Regions from separate parts of the Cricetulus griseus genome. Here region 1 is linked to region 2. Evidence: chromatin contacts called from public Micro-C data. All regions are on one chromosome and are shown on one strand. The core of a region is the stretch at or near the end of the contact, and the rest is flanking DNA. Distances in the headings are between cores, read along the strand shown. Region 1 has its middle 13 kb from the start of Tex44. Region 2 holds the start of Ncl (nucleolin).

What was found. Hi-C and Micro-C count contacts between places; a contact is called where the count stands out from the background.
Region 1: a contact with region 2 is called in a Micro-C map of the CHO-K1 cell line, with 2.6 times the contacts expected there. The contact joins the enhancer-like site here to the promoter of Ncl in region 2. A contact is called at or near these places in 5 of 8 Hi-C or Micro-C datasets (the CHK-Q cell line, the CHL-YN cell line, the CHO-K1 cell line and 2 more).

What each region holds. Positions count from the first base shown.
Region 1 is chr2:438,083,957-438,087,402 of CriGri-PICRH-1.0, reverse strand. No RefSeq gene overlaps it. Among named protein-coding and RNA genes, the nearest start is that of Tex44, 13 kb to the left of the region's middle. Within about 2 kb of position 1,617, at least 1 of the 6 cell types and tissues checked has open chromatin away from gene starts, as enhancers often do. A contact at or near this core is called in the CHO-K1 cell line, where this site is marked.
Region 2 is chr2:438,028,630-438,032,041 of CriGri-PICRH-1.0, reverse strand. It overlaps Ncl (nucleolin), which reads left to right and starts at 1,833. Exons shown (of 14, transcript XM_027397448.2): 1 at 1,833-2,012; 2 at 2,945-3,061. The coding sequence starts at 1,995.

The DNA of each region.
Region 1 (3,446 bases), core at 368-2,867, 56 kb before region 2:
GAGGGAAAAGAGTGACAGGGAGTGGAGAGGCCACTCAGCAGTTGAGCACCATTGCAAAGGACCTGGGTTCAATTCCCAGCACCACATAGTGGTTCACTCTAGTTCCAGGCAATTCAGTGCCCTTTTCTGACCTTTACAGGCATCAAGAGTGCATGTGCACATACATACATACATACATACATACATACATACATACATACATGCAAAACACACTTAAAAATAAATGATTAAATGTAATTAAAAAATAAAGTAAGTCTTAAAGCTTTTTTTTTCTACCCACCACACCTCTACTAATTATCAAAGAACCATTTAAGTCTTTTTTTTTTTTTTTTTTTTTTTTTTTTTTTTGAGAAAGGGTTCCTCTGTTTAGCTTTGGAGCCTGTCCTGGAACTCTCTTTAGACGATGGTTGCCTCGAACTCACTTAGATCTGCCTGCCTCTGCTTCCCCAGTGCATGGGACTAAGGGTGTGCGCCACCATTGCCAGACCTAACTTTCCAGTCTTACTATGTGCTCACAACTGAGGTAAATCATTTACTAATTATCTCATGGGCATGGTGTTGCCCACCATTAATCCCAGCACTTGAGAGACAGAGGCAGGGCAACCTCTGAATTTTAGGACAGCCTGCTTACATACTGAGTTTCAGGCAACACAGGGCTACATAGTGAGACGTTGTCTCAAGGATTTTTTTCCCTCAAATAATCTGTCTTAATCTCTAAGAAAACATTGAGAGACGTTCATTTTCCACCTGAGATAAAATTCAGCCCGGAAAGCCTGAATTTGAACTAAAAGGCCACTTGCCAGCAGGGGGCAGACTTGGGCTTGGGAGACAAGTTAGCAGAAGGGTCTGCACCAGTTGTTCTCAGTGTGGTCCTCCACTGAGCCAGCATCACCTGGGAAGCTGTTGGAAATGAAGATTCCCAGATACCACCCCAGCCTCACTGACCGGGAGTGGGTCCAGCAGCCTGTTTTGCCACCAGTAGTGACTGCACCAATGAAACTCAAGATTGACAGCTGGCACTCTGCCTTAGAAGCAGGAAGGCACTTGAGGCCCGTGTTCCCTGACACTGCAGTGACAGCTGGGGCTTGGGGGTGGCCTCTCTTCCTGCTGACAGTAGTTAAGAATGTAGTGGGGATGTTATCCTTTGTCCCTCCCACCCCCCACAGTCACCACCACCAGTCTAGAGCACAGCTAGGTACAGGTGTCATCGGTGGGCTGTCATCCCTCCATCACAGCAAGCAGAGTCCTGGGCTGTGGATGGCCTGTGAGCACAGCCAAGTCTAGGGTGGAGGAGCAGGAGGAGGAGGAGGAGGAGGGATGGGAGTCAGAGAGATGGTACTTAGGACAGGCTCCTGGACAAGAGAATGAGGATAACACGTTAGAGATTAGGGAAGAAGCCCCCGGTGGGGGAGGTGCTGCAGGCAGGAAGCCCTTGGGACTTTCCTAATAAGGGCTACTCTAGCAAACTGCCCCCCAATCCTGCGATGGAGCATTGAGGTGGCTCCCTTCCTTCCAGCTCAAGGATAGGTGCCCTTTCTGCTTCTAGGACACTTCCTCTAGACTCTGTTGGGCCATTGTGGGGTCTTGGTTCCTGGGACTTTCCTGGTGAGTCATGTTGGAGACCAGGATGTGGTGAAGTCACACGGGACTCGGTTTGCCCTTAGGTTCCTTGAGGGTACCGGAAGAGAGACAAAGGTGGTCAGATGGTTGATATCGGCCAATGTAGATTAAGTCCCTTAATTTGGTGACCCATTTAATTTTGTTCTCTTTGGGGAGTCTGTTGAAAGTACTGCTTTCACCCCATGACCTTTCTTGGTCTACTCAGTAGGTGCTTATATCCCTAACTCCACCTCCAGGCAAATCTCTGTGACTGTCCTGGATCCTGCTCAAGGAGGCTCTTCCCTGTCCCTCCGAGGGAGGGGATAGGTGCGTGCCTGTTGTCCCAGAACACCTTCCTAATGCTAACCTAGCCGGGAGTTATCAGCCCACTCCGCCCTCTGCCCATCCTCTGGTGTTAAGACCAAGTGGGCAGTGCTGGTCCTCAGACTCCCTGTCTTTCTAAGGGTTTCCCAAGGACCAGCTGTCCCCAAAGTCCTTGGGACTCTGGGCTCCTGTGATGCTGCCCTAAGGAACCAGGCCTTCCTCTCTAGGGCTCTTCTCACAAAGAGCAGGTGACAGGGAACGGGTCCTCTGCCTGTGGCCTCCCCATCTGCTTCTCTCCCTCCCTCTCCGCCTGCCTGGCTCTCCTTTCTGGTTTCTAACGGGGTGGGAGGGGGCGCTCACCCACTTTGGTTAGTCTCTGCCCTCTCCTTTCACTTCCTCAGAGAACCCCCCAGGTTCTCCTAAGTCTCTCAGCTTTTGGAAAACAAAACCGGGGCCCTTTAGGGAAGAAAGGGCCCTGTGGTGCCAAGGCTTGGATGGGGGACGACTCTAGAGCTGGTCTGAGACCTCAGCAACAGGACCTGGTGGCTGAGGGATGCTGAGGGTGGGGAGGAGTTGAACCAAGGCAATCGAATCACAAGGGCTGGGATATAAAAACACTGTTCTTTGTGTGGAAACTGATGGAGGACTAGCCGTTGGAGGCCACTGGAAGGGTTGGGCCGGAGAGGCCCAGGGCCCAGGGTCAGGATGACCTGGATATGAGTGGAGAGGTGGGGTGCGGGGGTGGGGAGGGTCTTTGTGGGACTTCTTTTAGGAAGTGTGGGTAGAAGTAAAGGGTGTGGGGTAGAGACTGCTTTCCTTAGAGCACTGGGGCCTGCAGGCTGGCAGGGCTGTGGTGGGGATTCACAGCGCATGTAGACAGATGGCCGGCAAATGCAGCATGCAGAGAGAAGCTACCCGCTGGACCTCTGGTGTGTCCAGGAGACTGACAACATCAGGGGCTCAGTGGGCAGGGGTGGTGACTGAGGAAGACAGGGTGCCTTGAGAGGTGCTTGTCACAACAGAATCGCCTCACAGTTCTGAGGCGTGAGCAGGATCGCTTTCCTCCCAGTCCTTGGCTGGGCAGCCCACTGCCTTCTCTCTGAATCTTCATTAGTGTCAGTTTCCTAAGCTTGTGTTTTAAAGGATTCCTCTGAACTCAATTTCAACTGACCTCATTTTGCCTTAGTTATCTGTTCAAAGATCCTAGCCCCAGACAGTCGGTACCTGAGCTTTAGGTTTTTAGCTTATACTTATGGGGACTCAGCAATTTAACTCACAGCAGAGAACAGATATCTGTGTGTGACCAGGGAGACAAAATGATACACACCCACATAACGGAAGAGATGGTGTCCAACAAATTGCCAAATTGTGCATAATAGACCAGAAAATACGATTTTATCTATGTTGAGGATGCCGATAAGAGTAAAATAATTTTTTAAGACTTCAAGCCTAACGACTGGCAGGAAATGACTGGAGGACAGGAATGCAAAGAGTAAGTGATGTTTAGCGAGAGTTTAGCGTGA
Region 2 (3,412 bases), core at 584-3,083:
GAACTCAGGACCTCTGCAAGAGCAGCCAGTGCTCTTAATTTCTGAGCCATCTCTCCAGCCCCTAGCAAGTACCTTTTAACACTATTATGTGCCAGGCAATACTGTAGGCACCAGGAATACAGCAGACAACAGTTTGTGTTCTCCTGGCTGGCTGGGGAAAGGGCAAATTAACAATAAACAGCCAAGAAAAATACTAGGTAGGTGATACGACCCAAGAGCATAAGTGAGGGTCCAAGAGTGAGTCTCCTAGTGGCACTTTACACCAGAGGTCTGAGGAAGGCCCCATACAGGTAGATCGGATCGAAAAAGAGAAGTCATGCCAGTGTTGCTGAGATCCATCTGTGTCATCTCACAGCTCACCTGTCTCCTCCCAAGTGCCTTTAGCCTCCTCTGCTTGGAAATACCCAGGGTCTTGGCTCACACCAATCATTTTTCCTGTCCCTCTACCCAGGAGTCTCTCTTGGGGTCCATCTCAAGGTGTGACCCTTGTCACTGTCTCTATAAAGACAAAGCCTCCACATCACTGCACTGGTTCCCACCTCATGCCCTGACCATAGAGCATTTTCGTGGAGCTGTGTCCTCCACCGCGTTGCGAAGGACTTAGTAACAAGCATCACGCATTAACTATTTCTACTTGTCTCCAAAGACCCGTGTTCAGATAGAAAACGTGGGACCCAACACATCCTGTTTGCACTAAAATCTTCCGAGATGGGCCAAGGCGTGGTGGCGCACGCATTAATCTCTACACGCGTGAGGCAGGCAGGTCGAGGCTAGCCTGGTCTACACAGTGAGCTCCAGGACAGCAAGAGCAAATAGTTAGGCCCTGTCTCAACATCCCCGACAAAATCTCCACAGGTGATCTATCAACCAATATCATCAGTTGGCGGAACCCTGACTATGCAGAAAATTAGGTTTTAGATGCCCAGGAGGTACCCTAGAAGGGCTCCAGTATGCCACGCCTGGAACCCAAAGTCCCACACACAGGTCTAATCCACTCACGGCAACTCTGTCCTTCAGGCCATTGAGGGAAACCGTGAGTGGCCACAGGCCGGCAAAAAACTCCTCCAGCACACACCAGGAAGTCACCTCTCCGAGACCGTCCCCATCAGGAGTTAAATCTACCGCGCGAGGTTGGACATTAAGCGAGCTGTTTGAGCACTGCACACAGGCGCGCACACACGCACGCAACTGCCTTTATTGGGAGCTGTCTCTCAGGAGAACAGCGGCCCGCGGCGCAACACTAGAGCCCCGGGATGTTCTCGGCTCTGCCGAGGGCAGGCCGAGGGCCGCGAGCTGGCCCCAGTGGGCTCTAGGCCCTCAACTTCCGGCGCTCTCCGGCTCCTCAGCGGGAACGCGCGGCGAGCACTTGAGGCCGCCGCGGAGTCCACGGTGGGGCGCAGCTTCCGCAGCGCGGGGGATGCTCGGGCCACCCACCACCCCCCACCCCCCCGGCCACGCGAGCCCGGAGCTCCAGGTAGCAGTCGAGCACTAGGAGGCGTCCGGGCCACGCCGCCATCCCCGAGCCCCTTCCACAAGCCGCGCCAAACGGGCGCGTTGCACCGCGCAGGCGCGGCGAAGGCGAGCCGCTAGGGCTCGCCGAGAAGACGCGCACACCAGCCAGTCAACGTCCGCCTTGCGTAGAGCTAGGCCCGCCCCCAGGGCGCTGCCGTCAGGCCCCGCCCCCGGCGGACCCGCCCCCACGCCGTAGCCCCGCCCCCACGCCGTCCTGGGTTGAAGGCTCGCGGTTGGCCAGGGGGACGGACGCGCGCTCTGGTTGGTGGAGGAGGGGTCACGAGGACGCCGTCGTCGCCTTTCCAGAGGCGATTACTGGGCAGGCTCAGTCTTTTGCCTCAGACGCTAGCTGTAGCTGGCAGTCGCTCGTACGTGCTCCAGAGTCCACCGTGCCCGTCGCTGCCGCCCAGCTCGCGTGGGTTCCCCGAGGCTCTCCCGAGCTGCGCCCTTCGCCGCACGCGCCGTCGTCGCAACCCGCCACCATGGTGAAACTCGCAAAGGTGAGAGGCCTCGCGCGCGCCGACGCGGACGGACGCCTGGGCCTGCTTTCTGAGGGGCGCGCGCGCGCGCGTCGCTCAGGGGAGGAGGGCCTGCGCGCAATCCCGGGCGCGTTCGAGGGCGCCATGCTGGGGAAAGTCTCGCGCGACTAGCGGGAGGTCTCGCGGTGTTTGGCCCCTGACTTGGTGGTGGGGGAGAGCCGAGGCGGGTCCCGGGAGGTGTGTGTGTGTGTGAGCGCGCGCGCGCGCGTGTGTGTGTGTGTGTGTAGGGCGGTGAGATCGGAGCCGCCGCGAGGGGAGAAGGGGCGACAGGCCCGCCGAGGGGAGATGGGACCCAACTCGTGGGCCGGCGCCGGCGTGGCCCCGCCTCCTGGCGCACGTGCTCCGGTGCGCGGCCCGCCACGTGGGTTTTGGCGCTCTGCGTGTGTTGCCCGTCTCGGGCTCGGGGAGTCGCGGGGTACCGGGGAGGGGGACAGCGGGACTGAGCTAGGTGGGTTCCCCGGCGATCCCCAGCGCCTGTCCGTGACGGGCAGGCCAGCACGTGGTGGACACCTGAGGGAGCGCGTGGTGGCCTGCGTGGTACCTCCACGTGGCCCGCCTCCAGAGTGGCGACGTCGGAAGTGGTTCTGTGAAAGACGTGCTCCTCTCCAGAAGGGGCTACCCAAATAGATACCCCTGCCCCGGCAGATGATTTAGAGTGAAATTCAAAGGGCAATGAATGACTAGTAGATTGTCTTCAGTTGTCTCTGGAAGGGAAAGACAAGTTATATAGGTGATTCTCAGGAAAGATTGCCACATATAATAATGCCAATGATGTCACCTGTGCTTAGGGCCTTTAACAATATAGACAGTGGGCATTAAGAAAGAAGATAATGGCGAAACGCAAAATGGCTTACAAATAGGGTATCGACATGATTTTGTGTGCACTTGTGTAGGCCGGCAAAACCCACGGCGATTCTAAGAAAATGGCTCCTCCTCCAAAAGAGGTGGAAGAAGATAGTGAAGACGAAGAAATGTCCGAAGATGAAGAAGATGACAGCAGTGGAGAAGAGGTATACAGCTAATAGGGCAGCGGTGCCCTCCCTTTAATTCCAGCAAGAGGGACGTAGAAGGCAGGCAGTTTTAGTGAGTTCAAAGCCAGCCTGGTCTACAGAGGGAGTTCGGGGACAGCCAAGGCTACACAAGAAACCCTGTCTCAAAAACCAAAAAGAAAAAAAAAGATGTAGAAATAGAATGTGTGTTAATAAAAGTATTCTAAAGCCGGGCGGTTGTGGTGCACGCCTTTGATTCCAGCATTCAGGAGGCAGAGGCAGGCGGATCTTTGTGAGTTCAAAGCCGCACATGGTCTACTTAATGAGTTCCAGGACAGCCTCCAAAGCTACAGAGAAACCCTGTCTCCAAAA